Linked DNA regions of Mus musculus: regions 1, 3 and 4 are each linked to region 2. Evidence: chromatin contacts called from public HiChIP or PLAC-seq, Micro-C and promoter capture Hi-C data. All regions are on one chromosome and are shown on one strand. Each heading gives the region's core, a stretch centred on a gene start, on an enhancer-like site or on the middle of the called end of the contact. The rest is flanking DNA. Distances are from core to core; before and after follow the strand shown.

Evidence for each region. Promoter capture Hi-C pulls out the DNA fragments that hold promoters and counts their contacts. Hi-C and Micro-C count contacts between places; a contact is called where the count stands out from the background. HiChIP or PLAC-seq counts read pairs in DNA pulled down with a chosen protein or histone mark.
Region 1: a contact with region 2 is called in an H3K4me3 HiChIP or PLAC-seq map of embryonic stem cells, with 10 times the contacts expected there. The contact joins the promoter of Hap1 here to the promoter of Cavin1 in region 2. A contact is called at or near these places in 8 of 39 promoter capture datasets (cranial neural crest, embryonic stem cells, hippocampal neurons and 3 more), 3 of 15 datasets of contacts at CTCF or cohesin (embryonic stem cells, large pre-B cells and pro-B cells), 16 of 484 Hi-C or Micro-C datasets (B cells, CD4 T cells, CD8 T cells and 5 more), 8 of 115 datasets of contacts at active chromatin or transcription factors (embryonic hindbrain, embryonic midbrain, embryonic stem cells and 1 more) and 2 of 9 other capture datasets (embryonic stem cells and liver).
Region 3: a contact with region 2 is called in a promoter capture Hi-C map of the C10 cell line, with 7 times the contacts expected there. The contact joins the enhancer-like site here to the promoter of Cavin1 in region 2. A contact is called at or near these places in 9 of 39 promoter capture datasets (the C10 cell line, cranial neural crest, hematopoietic stem and progenitor cells and 4 more), 1 of 115 datasets of contacts at active chromatin or transcription factors (pancreatic cancer cells) and 2 of 9 other capture datasets (embryonic stem cells and liver).
Region 4: a Micro-C map of embryonic stem cells shows a contact between it and region 2, with 3 times the contacts expected there. The contact joins the enhancer-like site here to the promoter of Cavin1 in region 2. A contact is called at or near these places in 6 of 39 promoter capture datasets (the C10 cell line, cranial neural crest, embryonic stem cells and 3 more), 4 of 484 Hi-C or Micro-C datasets (the G1E-ER4 cell line, embryonic stem cells and pre-B cells) and 1 of 115 datasets of contacts at active chromatin or transcription factors (pancreatic cancer cells).

The regions. Positions count from the first base shown.
Region 1 is chr11:100,354,461-100,357,498 of GRCm38.p6, forward strand. Hap1 (huntingtin-associated protein 1) reads right to left here and starts at 1,681. Exons shown (of 13, transcript NM_177981.2): 1 at 1,230-1,681; 2 at 212-288. The coding sequence starts at 1,617.
Region 2 is chr11:100,969,072-100,971,961 of GRCm38.p6, forward strand. It overlaps Cavin1 (caveolae associated 1), which reads right to left and starts at 1,546. Exons shown (of 2, transcript NM_008986.2): 1 at 919-1,546. The coding sequence starts at 1,395.
Region 3 is chr11:100,456,135-100,458,866 of GRCm38.p6, forward strand. It overlaps Klhl10 (kelch-like 10), which reads left to right. Exons shown (of 5, transcript NM_025727.3): 4 at 150-299; 5 at 438-890. The coding sequence ends at 812. It also overlaps a transcript of Klhl11 not described here. Among named protein-coding and RNA genes, the nearest start is that of Klhl11, 15 kb to the right of the region's middle. Within about 2 kb of position 1,322, at least 4 of the 459 cell types and tissues checked have an H3K27ac peak or open chromatin away from gene starts, as enhancers often do.
Region 4 is chr11:100,374,514-100,377,500 of GRCm38.p6, forward strand. It overlaps Jup (junction plakoglobin), which reads right to left. Exons shown (of 14, transcript NM_010593.2): 9 at 2,210-2,485. Among named protein-coding and RNA genes, the nearest start is that of Hap1, 20 kb to the left of the region's middle. Within about 2 kb of position 1,733, at least 33 of the 459 cell types and tissues checked have an H3K27ac peak or open chromatin away from gene starts, as enhancers often do. A contact at or near this core is called in embryonic stem cells, where this site is marked.

The DNA.
Region 1 (3,038 bases), core at 431-2,930, 610 kb before region 2:
TCCAGCACCCAGTCATCCAAGTACCAAAGACTATTAACCATCTCCTGGGTCTGATAAGATCAGTCCAGATTGGTCCTCTGTAATCTACTTGCCTTCCAGGAAAGGGGCCTTCAAGTTGGCTCCCAGGCAAGAAGAAAACAGACAAAAGCCCGAAGTCCTGTAGGGCAGAGTTAAAATGAGGGCTGGCCTGAGTGAGGAAGGCGGTACCCACCTCTTCCAGCAAATACAACATCACTTTGACATCATCTTCGGTGATCTTCTTCGTGGGTGGTGGATTAGGACACAACGCTGCAGGAGGAAAGGCCCAAGTGGGTCAGGGAAAGGAGCCGAGGCTGCCCATAGACCACTACACCCCTCACAACAAAGATTGTGAGACTGCACTCCATCTGGCCCTAACACCCTCTCCACAGCTCCGGATCTCCCCACTCCTGCTTTCTCAGGAGGGGCCTGGATGCTGTAAAGGCAAAACCATCCTCTGGGCTCAGGAACTGGACTCTCAAGACCCCTGGGTCTCTGGGCCCCTCGAGATAAGAAGTCAGGGAAAATACTGGGCTCATCATGCCCACCCCCAATCGGCATCTTAGCCATCACTGGAGTCTCCTCGATCATAAAAACAAATGCAGTCACCCATCCTAAACCTGTTGCTTGTCACAGGAGGGCCAAGTAGACTTCTTCAGCACCCAGAAGCGGGCACCTGAGCCTAAAATTGCCCCCGCCCAGAAGAGGAGGGACAGAAGCCCAGTGCCCCGCCCACTCCTCCCTCTTCATTCCAGCTTCGGAAAAGTACGACCCAGACCCCCTGAGGACAAGTAGTGGTCAAAGGCTCCCCTACACACACACCTCTACCCACCCACGCAGGCTGGTTCCTGCGGGCTAGCGCAGGCTCAAAGCGCACCCGCAGCCCCCGCCCCTCTGCTGGCACTGCGGTAGACGGGGAGGGGGCACTGAGAGTGCGCAGATCTGCCACAGCAACAGGCGCGAAGAGGCGGGCGGAGAGCGCGAGAGAGCTCTGGACCTGACGCACCCACAATAATCGGGAAACCGGAAAAGGGGGGGGGGGAGATGGGGAAAGAGAAACCAAACCGGCACCGCAGACTGTGGTCTCGCGGGGGTGGTGGAAAGGTGGAACTAAGAGCCACAAGGGGGCGGGGCGCCTGAGTCGGTGCACCCCCTCCTACCTGGAGATGCCCAAATAGTGCCCAATGCGGGATCCCCGAGACTCAGTTTACCTTCCTGCAGCTCTCGAATAAACGCCGCACGCTCAGGGCCGGACACGCCGGGCCTCCGGCCGATGTACGCGGCTGGTGTCTTCCAGATTCCCTCGGCCTTTCCAGTGCCCAGGCCAGTGGCCCGGGGACCGTAAGGCCCCTGGAATACGTAGCGGGTCCATGGTGCGTCCGAATCACCAATGATCATGGACCGACAAAAGCTTCCTGTCTTGGTTCGGGATCCTGATTTTTGTCCGGACCCGGTTCCCTGCGCTGGAGCAGGTTTGGGCTCCGCCGAGGGCTCCGGAGCGGGACCAACTGCAGGCTGGGTCGTGGGGGTGCCTGCTGCTGGGTCCCCCGACCCTGTCCCGTCTCCCGCACCGCTCTGCACCTGCTCTTTCGGGCGCATCTTGACTCCGCAGTCCGCTGCCGCAGCCGGGGCTTTATAACCTGTGCTCGGAGCGGGCTCCACTGGGCTGTACCACGCGTGGCGCTAGGGGTGACCGTTGATCAGTTAGTGGTGCCGAGGACTCAGGATCCTGCAAGAAAGCAGCCAGTGGTGACGAGATAGGAAGTAAATAAAAGAAGAAGAAAGAAAGAGATGAACTAGTGCCTAGCTTATTCCGTGGGGTCGAGTCCACGGTGATGGATTTCTCTTCCCTTCCATCTTCTGAGAATGGTTCTGTCCAAAGCCGCCGCTTCCCTGGACTTGAGTAGAGGGACCCGTAGCTTCTGCCTAGAAACAACCCCCCCTTCAGCCCCCCGCGCGCGCTCCCGCCACCCCAGCTTCCAGGGGCTTTCTGTGTTGCCCTACCCAACATTGTGTACAGACCGAGGTGACCTGAGAATCGAGGCAGTACGCCTGTGCCTTCCCAGGTAGACTAAGCGAGAAATCCAAACTCCGGTATGGCTTTCAACGTGTTGCGTGTCATCCACAGGTCCCTCTCACTCTCGCGCTCGCCCCTGGACGTCTTCCATCTTAGTGCGTTCACTCGTTCTTTATTTCCAACCCTAATTCTCAAGCCCTACAGTCCAAGCAAGCACCTGTTCTGTTCTTCAAACATTCCAAAAAGAACATCTTCGGAGGGGATCCTGCTTAAATGTTTCGCTGTGACGACTCTTCAAGATCCCCGTGTACACACACACACACACACACACACACACACACACACACACACCAAAACATCCGTTATCCCAGGGTCTGAACTGATCGATGTCGGTCTCCACGACTTTACCCGTGCTCTTCAGCTCATGGACGGACGTATGCTCCCCAGAAAAATGGCTACTTTGGAAGCTGGCTCTCAGTCCTGAATGAACTGGTTTAAGGGGTGGGAGCTAGGGAGGGCAGTAGCCATTTCTGTGCTTTTAGACTGGGAGACAGGCTAAAGGGAGATGGATGACTCATGGACTCAAGTCTCAAAATCGTTCTTGATGTTCTCCATTCTCCACCATCCTCCAGTGGACAAGGCTATTGACTTTACGTTTTTTAAAATATTTATTTATTTATTTTTTATATCTGGTGTATGAAGGTGTCCATGTCAACATCAGTTGTTGTCCGTCCCTTGCCACCTTATTTTTTGAGACAAGGTTCCTCACTGAATCTGGAGTTCAGCACTTTGACTAGACTGTCTGGCCAGCGATTCCCCAAGACATCCACTTAACTCCACCCTACCCCTCAGCCCCGGGGTTTACAGACAGGTGCCACCATACCAGACCTTCATGTGGATGCTAGGGATCCAAACACAAGCCTTTATGTTTACACGCAGACCGAGACAGTTTACACATGCGCACACACATGTATGTATGTATGTATGTATGTATACACACACA
Region 2 (2,890 bases), core at 296-2,795:
CTGCACTGACTCTCAGATGCTTTAGGGGTTAAGATATCACAGTTATATCCAGGCTGGAGGAACCCAGAAAGGTGCAAAGAATGCAACGGGTGGAGCCCGTGGAGTGCGGCAGCCTCCACCCACCAGCACCTTCACAGCTCGGGACATGGCCCCCGCAATCATGCGGGGGTGGGGTGATTCACTGCGCCCAGACCGCCACCTCCACCCGCCCCACTTACACTCCTAACGCCCACCCTACCTGCCCCACCCGCTCCCAGCAGGCGCCAAGGGCGCCCGCGCACTGCAAGACCCTTGGGAACTGAAAGTGCCTGGAGGCCAGGGGCAGATCGCGGCCTAGGGACATGCGTGGGTAGCCGAGGTTGGTGCGGGGGCGCGGGGATAGGGTGTGGGGGGCTGACGATCGTGTCCCTTGCATGGCGCCCCCGCCACTGCGTGCCTGAGCCCTGAATCACCCGCTATATCGGGCCCGCAGCGCCGGAGGCCCCAGGTCCCGGGCCCCACCTTTAGTGTCTGCTTACAGAGGGGCATACAGAGACCACCAGAGACCTCGGGCATTCCCTCCCTTTTCCCTCTCTCCGCCCCACCAAAAAAAAAACTTCCTCCAAGTGGAAAGGCGTTTGACAGAGACAAGCTGGGAGCATTCAGCGTTCCCAAGTCTAGCCCGCTAACTTTTCCGATAGGAGTTAGAGACCGTGGGGAGGAGCCTGGAGAGGAAGGCGCAGGGTGCGCCCCTCTGTGAGCCCCAAGAGTTTGCCACTCCCTAAACCCCACTCCAACTGGGTTCACAGGAAGGGGGGAGGAGCTCCTGACCGCTCTCACCAGGCCGGGCTGGCGGAGAGACGAGCCTCGGCCGGGTGTCCCCACCCGGATCCCAGGCCGGGACCCCAGCTCTGGGCGCGGTCCGCCCCGCGGGCTCACCTGGTAGATCATGACTTTGAAGTTGCGGCGCCTCAGCAGCTCCGCCTCGTTGACCTCCAGTTTCTTTATCTGGCCGGCCTGGCGCTCCAGGCTGCCGCGCACGGTCTTCACGTTGACGCTGACCTTGCGCACCTTCTCCAGCAACTTGCTCACGGTGTTGCTCGTGGTGGCGTGCGCCTTGCCCAGCTTGCTCAGCTCTCCCTGGATGCTCTGCACAGCGCCCTCCATCTCCGCCTGTCGCTCCTCCAGCTGGGCTTGGGTCAGCTGGATCTGGTCAACGGCGCCGATGATTTTATCCAGAAGGCTCAGCACCAGCACACCGTTCACCTGGTCCGACTTGATCAGCTCGTCGGAGCCGGTCCCCGACGGCTCCTCCGTGGCCCGCGCCTCCCCTTGGGTGGGCTCCGGGCCCTCTGAGGAAGCATCGGGAAATCCGGAATACGGCCGCTCAACGATATGGAGCGTGACATCCTCCATGGCTTCCCGGAGCCGTGCGGGGCCGACCGGGTGGAACTGGAGCGGGAGACCGGGAGAGAAGGAGGAGCGAGAGACTGGACAGCGAGCAGGAGCCCAGAGCGGAGGAAACTCGAGCCACGTCCGTGCGCACCGGGACTCTAGCCAGAACTGTGGGGCGGGGAATCTGCGAGTTGCCCGGCTCCTAGACCAAACCCGGAGTCCCGTCGGCCATTGGCTGGCCCCACCCCAGAAAGGGAGGAACCGGGGCAGGAGGGGAGACCAACCCCGGAGGGGCAGCAGAGGGGAACCCAAGAGCTGGGCGCCCCACCCTGTTCAGGATGGTTGGAATAGTTGGAGCGGGAGTCTAGGGCCCCCCTTGGCAGTGGAGGCTGCGGCAGCGGGACTGGGGCAGAGGAATGTGAGCTGCGGAAAGGAATTAGGTCTTCGGAGTGTGCTCTACTCTTTCTCTTTCCTCACCCACAAACCCACTCCAGCCTTTTAAGATCAAGCTGAGGTCCAAATGGCGCGTGAATTGGGTGTAAACGAGTAGTTTGTGTCTATGCCTCATGTCCTTGGAGGATCCTTGCCCTATACAATCTTTTTCAAAGATTTGGGGGTCTGCCCCCATCGTCTATCTATACACTGAGTTACCACTGTCCCCCAAATCTTGTGGGGTTGTTAGTGAGAGAGAGGGAAGAGATGAAATGACAGAAAGGGTGACGGCCTAGAAAGGGCCTCTAGGTTTCTCTTAGAATTGTAAGGACAGGGCATGATTAAGGCGAGAAGTAAATTATAAAGTAAAAGCTTTTGGTCACTTCTCCCAGGGCCCCCTCCAGCAGATATCTAGCTAATTCTAAGAATGTGAGCGTCGGACTCGTTCTTCCCTTGGGTTCTCGGATATTAGGTGAGCATTCAGGGAGATCACGGAACCCCATCTCTTTACCTAGCAGAGAAAAGAAGGCCAAGAGGAGGCAGGTGGCTCTCCAGGGTTCACTCCAGGTTACTGTTGCCATCTGTTCTTAGCTCCAGGTCTCTGAACTCCACCGGTACTCAGTACCTTTCCCTGGGGCAGGAATTGGGGCAACTATAGCGGTACTACCGAATGGGGAAGCGAACAGTTTTCTTCATGGTGCTGAACACCAAGGAGCTGGCAGTTCTGAGCAGGCGCAGAAAAGTCCTTAGCACAGACGTCTAGAGACACAGGCTGCCCTGTGTCTCTAGACACAGGCCCTCAGCAATCCCTGGAGCCACCCCAATTCCCTTTCCCACAGAGATACTGAAAACCTTTTCCCTGATTAGGAAACCAGGCTTGGGGTTCCCCGCCTGGATGGGTTCTCGGCAAAAGGTCACTTCTAGTCTGGTGCCCACCCTCCTTAAGTTAAACGCTGCTCTGTGGAGACTCGAGGGTCGTCGATCTAATCAATCAATTCACCAACGTGTGGAGCAGATTGCCATATAGGGTATAGAACTTTAGGGACCTCTGAATAAAACAGCAATCCCCCAACACACCAATTGG
Region 3 (2,732 bases), core at 72-2,571, 510 kb before region 2:
AGCCTGGTCTACAAAGAGAGTTCCAGGACAGCCAGGGCTATACAGAGAAACCCTGTCTCGAAATCCCCCAAAAAAGTATTCCCTGACCTGTACCTGTCTTCTGTCTACTCCCCTGTATAATTTAGCAATCCTGAATTTTCTCCACACAGGTCTACATATGTGGTGGGTTTAACGGAAACGAATGCCTGTTTACAGCAGAAGTGTACAACACTGAGAGCAATCAATGGACAGTCATTGCACCCATGAGGAGCAGGAGGAGTGGAATAGGTGTAATTGCTTACGGGGAACATGTATACGCAGTGAGTTTTTATTGTACAATGATAAAGTGGCACCCTTAGATTCTTCTAATAGCCTACCACTGGCAAGCATTTGAAGGGCTTCCTCGGTGAACAGAAGCAGTGGATAGCAGTCAACCTTGTTTCTTTTGCTCTTCACAGGTGGGTGGCTTTGATGGAGCCAATCGACTGAGGAGTGCAGAAGCCTACAGCCCAGTGGCTAATACTTGGCGCACGATCCCCACTATGTTTAACCCTCGTAGCAATTTTGGGATCGAGGTAGTGGACGACCTCTTGTTTGTGGTGGGTGGCTTTAATGGCTTTACCACCACCTTTAACGTTGAGTGCTATGATGAAAAGACCGATGAGTGGTATGACGCTCATGACATGAGCATATACCGCAGTGCTCTGAGCTGCTGCGTGGTACCAGGGCTAGCCAATGTTGGGGAGTATGCAGCTAGACGGGACAACTTCACGGGATTAGCACTGCGAGATGAAGTAAAGTATTCCGCTTCGACAAGTACCCTACCTGTATGAGCCTCTTCATTTAGCTAATAAAAAGTCTAAGCAATAAGAATTAATTCTTTTTTTAAATAAATGCAGTGTTTAAACTTGTAAGAGTACTGGAAAATGTTCAACTTAAGGGAAGCAAGGGTTGGATGAATGAGGGAGTAAGGAAGGGGATTACATTCAACACACAGTACAAAGCAGCTCTAAAGAAATACGTTTATTGAAAACTTACATTTAAACAATTAGTATCTTAAACATGAGCAAGATAGCTTCAGGAACATAAAACATATCTTAGAGTGTTCTAAATACTATATCTCCTCTAACATAAAAGGAGATAATCAAGATTAAATCTTGCAAAGGGGCCTGGGTACCACTAGCCCAAAAAAACTGTTTATAAACTAATACTTATTTTACAGGTAACACAACAAGCCCCAGCCCACGGATGGTAAAATCTTCAAACACCTAGCAAGCATTGAATTTCACAAGTGCAGGAAGCAGGAGGGGGAAGATTAACAGGTGCTTCAAGGTCCCGCCCTCCTAGCAAGGGTCAGAGAGTAAGCGGGAAGCTCTGAGGGTTGCAGTGAGCAGTAATTTGGCTAAGTGAAGTCCTTGCAGCAAAAGACCACTTTGTAAACATACTATTGTTGTATTACAACCCTCCATAACTGTTTGGTTTTCAATCACCAGAACATATGCTGTAAGTAAAACAACAAAATCGATTTTTCTCAAGAAAGTAACAGATGATGAGCTGTGCCAAAAGGTTTGACGGCTAAGAACAGACTGAATTGCTGCTCAAATATTCTAAGGTTGAAGCACCGGATTTTTCTAGTGTAGAAGAATATTCGTTTCACAACACCATACATGTTCAAAGACACGAAACGTGACTAATATGGCCTTTGCACATAAGTTTAGTTCAAGGTCCTGTGTATTTTATTAGTCTGTGTAGCTAAAATATGTAACACAGCTCCAGTCTACTTATAGTGTTGACACTAGAATCGTGAAGCAGAGAAGGAACTATTTCAAACACACACATGCTGCAGTCAGAGAGGGGAAGGTGTGCACAAGAACCTGTCTACTAGTTGTGACAGGATTAAAGCACAGAAATGCTCTCTCTGGCTTTTTAGACTGAGAGTTTTAAATTTTTGGTCCTGGAAATACTACACACAACCAGGTAAATCAAAACAAAACTGATATCAGTTAATTTTAAATGTTCTTAGCAAAAATGTTATTTTGAACTGGCACAGAAAAGCAAAGCTCTCAGGATACACAAGACTAATCATGCAAACAGCTGCAAGTGATGACCGCTTAAAAGTTCATGACTGACATTCTCAGTTTGAAAGGAAGATAGGAAGGGTCCCATTATAATGTGGAAAGTTAGCCTTACTCACAATAATGGACCACCCTTACTTTTTGGTGTAATCAAATCTTTTTCCAGCTAAGAAAACAAAAGCTACACAACAAAGGTTCACTTGAATAAGCTTTTAAAAAGCTGGCTTTAAAAAAAACTGTTTTCATAAAAGAAATTTCTTTCCCAAAGAGCCACATTAGACCTGCACGATTATTATTACAAATGCTGTTATGTCCGTTTAAAATTTCAGAATGTCAGCCTTGAACAGATTTAAGCAAGTCTAGGTTCTTTCCTTCCTAACAAGTTAAAAGTATTTAGGAGGCAAGTTATGGTGGTGAAGCCACACACGTGAATTCACATATGAAAATTAGAAAGTTGGTAGTCAGGAAACCTGCACACCATCATGCAAGGAAGGACTTACCCCTTCATTCAGCCAGGGCCTAGGCTGCCTGCTGAGCCAAAAAGACAGTGGTTTCAATCAAGTTAGGAGTCATACTGTCTGCCATGAAATGAAAAGACAACACAAAGATGGCTCTAATAACAACTTAATGGTGACTGTCCCAAAATACAACTCTGGGACCAAAAAGCCAAAATCAAAA
Region 4 (2,987 bases), core at 483-2,982, 590 kb before region 2:
CAAGCCAGGCTGCACACCAGCCGCACCGCCCAGCCCTGCCCTGTCTAGCCATCTTAGGAAAGAGAAAGCCAAGGAAAGCATAAAGAAAGGGCAAAAAAAAACCAGACTGGCCCCTAATACCTGAGCAGACACAGCCTCTGCTAACATGTCAGCACATGACCAGTACATTTTATCACCGTCTTATTATATATTATGTATTTTATATTATATATAATTATATATTAGAGCATATTGCATATATAAATATATAGCATATAATATACTACAGAAAATATAATATATAGTATATACTATATATGCTATATGTAGTATAATATATACTATGTGTATTATATAAATATACTACATATATATAGTATATGCTATAGTATATAGTATAGTATATATAAATATACTACATATATACCATATATATGTATGTTTATGTATATGCATATATGCTTTTGTTTTTCCAGGCAGTATTTCTCTGTATAATAGCCCTGGCTGTCCTGGATTCCCTTTGTAGACCAGGCTGGCCTGAAACTCACAGAGTTGCACCTGCCTCTGCCTCCTGAGTGCTGGGATTAAAGGTGTGCCCAATCTCGCTATAGGTATGTTCGCATGTGTCTCTATATGTGTGTATCGTGGTGACTGTGTTTTGGGGCACGTGTGCACTTGAGTGTATGTTCTTGTGTATGATGATCAGAGGTTGGAGTCACATGTTCCCTTCTGTTGCGTCTCAATTTTTCAGGCAGGGTCTGTCTCTGAACCTGCAGCTCCAGGTCTGGCAAGGCTCACTCCTCCTGTCTCCGCTCCTCCCACGCTGCTCGGGTTAAAAGCTGCTGCAGCACCTGAGTGCTGGGAATCTGATCTCAGCTCCTCGAGGATGCACGGCAAAGCCCCACTGGCAGTCATCTCCCAGCCCCACCAATAATGCTGATTTCTGCCTGCCATGGTAGAATAAGGCACGTTCCTGTGTATTAGTTCAAAGTCTGTCCTACAAACCTATGAGTTCATTCCACTGAAGGTAGGTCAGGATGAGACCTTAACTCTGAAAACTGATAAAAAATATTTTCAAAGGAAAAAAAAAATCTTGGGCTGGGGATGTAGCTTGGGGGTAGAGTTCTTGCCCCTGAGCTTGGCCCTGACTCAATCCCCAGGGCCACAAAGCAAAACAAATGCATCCCATGATTTGTGAGGCCTCACTGCACATGGCAGTATGACATATTAAAGCATTCTTCTATTTTGTTTAAAAGATAAGGTCTTGCTATTAGCCCAGGCTACCCTAGAACTGTCTCTCAATGCCCCAGTCTCAGCCTCCCCAGGGCAATATCACACACTGCCATTCTTTAGATTTTTTTTTTTTTTTTTGGTTTTTCAGGGTTTCTCTGTATAGCCCTGGCTGTCCTGGAACTCACTCTGTAGACCAGGCTGGCCTCAAACTCAGAAATCCACCTGTCTCTGCCTCCCAAGTGCTGGGATTAAAGGCATGCGCCACCAGATTATTTTTAAAGTCAAAGATAACCCAGGCTAGCCTTGAGCTCACTGAGTATATCCAAGGCTGGTCTTGCATGGCTAATCCTCCTGCCTCCGCTCCTCAGAGCTGGAATGAGAAGCATGTACCACCACACCCAGTGGTTTCCTTCAAAACTACTTCCTCACCATTAGACAAAGGGCTTGTTTTTAACAGCTGTGTCTGCAGTAGTTATCTCGGTTCAGTTATGCTAAATGATTTTCCCCAAGAGAGAGTCCCATCTGAATTCCAGGCCAAAGGATAGCTCCCAGACTGCCCTTCCCCCAAGTAGGCGAGACCCAAGACGCTCAGTTTATCCAACCCTCAAGCTGGCCAATTTGACAGTGGAAAATGGCCTCTCACTGGGAGCTAAATTTCATTTCTGTAAATTCCTGGGCCGAGCATTCTGCTTATGAGCCACCTGGGAGCCACTTGTTGACTCTGTGAGCACCACACTGTTAGGACCCAGTGTTAATGAGCTCCGGTGTGCTGAGGCGCTGGCTCCTAGGTTCCATGTTTGTCCCTTTCCTGTTTCTTGAATCTGCAGATGCTCTTCATGTCTGCATGTGGCTGCACTTCAAGAAGGCTCTCGTGATCTAAGTTCGGAAAGCCACTTATCCACCCTTCTCTACACAGACCTAGACTACTCCTGGCCCACACATTCCAAACCCCTCAGCAGCACCTGGGGACAGATCTGCCCATCTGTACCGGACTCACCTGGACAAACAGGGGAATGGTGTTGAGCCGGAAGATCTCCATGCGGTTCATGGGATCCCGGGCGAGGATGTGCAGGGCTCCGGTGCAGCCTTCCACGATCTCCTCCATCCTCACACCATCCGTGTAGGGCTGCTGGGTGCCTGCAGCCACATGGCGCTGGGCGTCCTGGTGGGCCTTGACCAACAGCTGGACGAGGCGGGGAATGACCGCGGCCTCCTGCAGAGGGGCATGGTTGGCTGGGCACAGAGCCAGGTTCCGGATCAGGCCAATAGTTGCCTGGCAAGAAAGGAGGCAGTGATGAGTGGAGGGGCGGGTAGTCCTTAAACATCTGGAGGATCCCTGATCCCCGGCTTTAGGTATTTTGTCCTTCCTGTCATCTCTTCTGAATCTGAGTCCCACTTCAGCAACAACCGCAGAGTCAGGAGCATCCTGGCTACTCCTGGAACGGAACTGGGGGCTTGTGGGCGGGGCTGTAGGCACAGAACTGAAGGAATCTAGAGCTAAGGTTGGGGCTTTAGCTCAGTTAGGACACACAAAGGGTTGGATACCCAGCACCGCACAGAGTGGGTGTGATGGCACAGAACTTACCCCAGCAAGTAGGGAGAGGCTGAGGCAGGAGGATCAAGGCGAACCTTGGCTACAATCTGAGGTTAGCTTGGGATACCTGAGACTGTACTTTTTTTTTTAATAATAATAATAGTAATAAAGGAACTAGATTGCTAAGGTGGGACATGTCTATAGTATTCTCAGCAGTCAGGAGCCTGAGGCAGGAGGATTG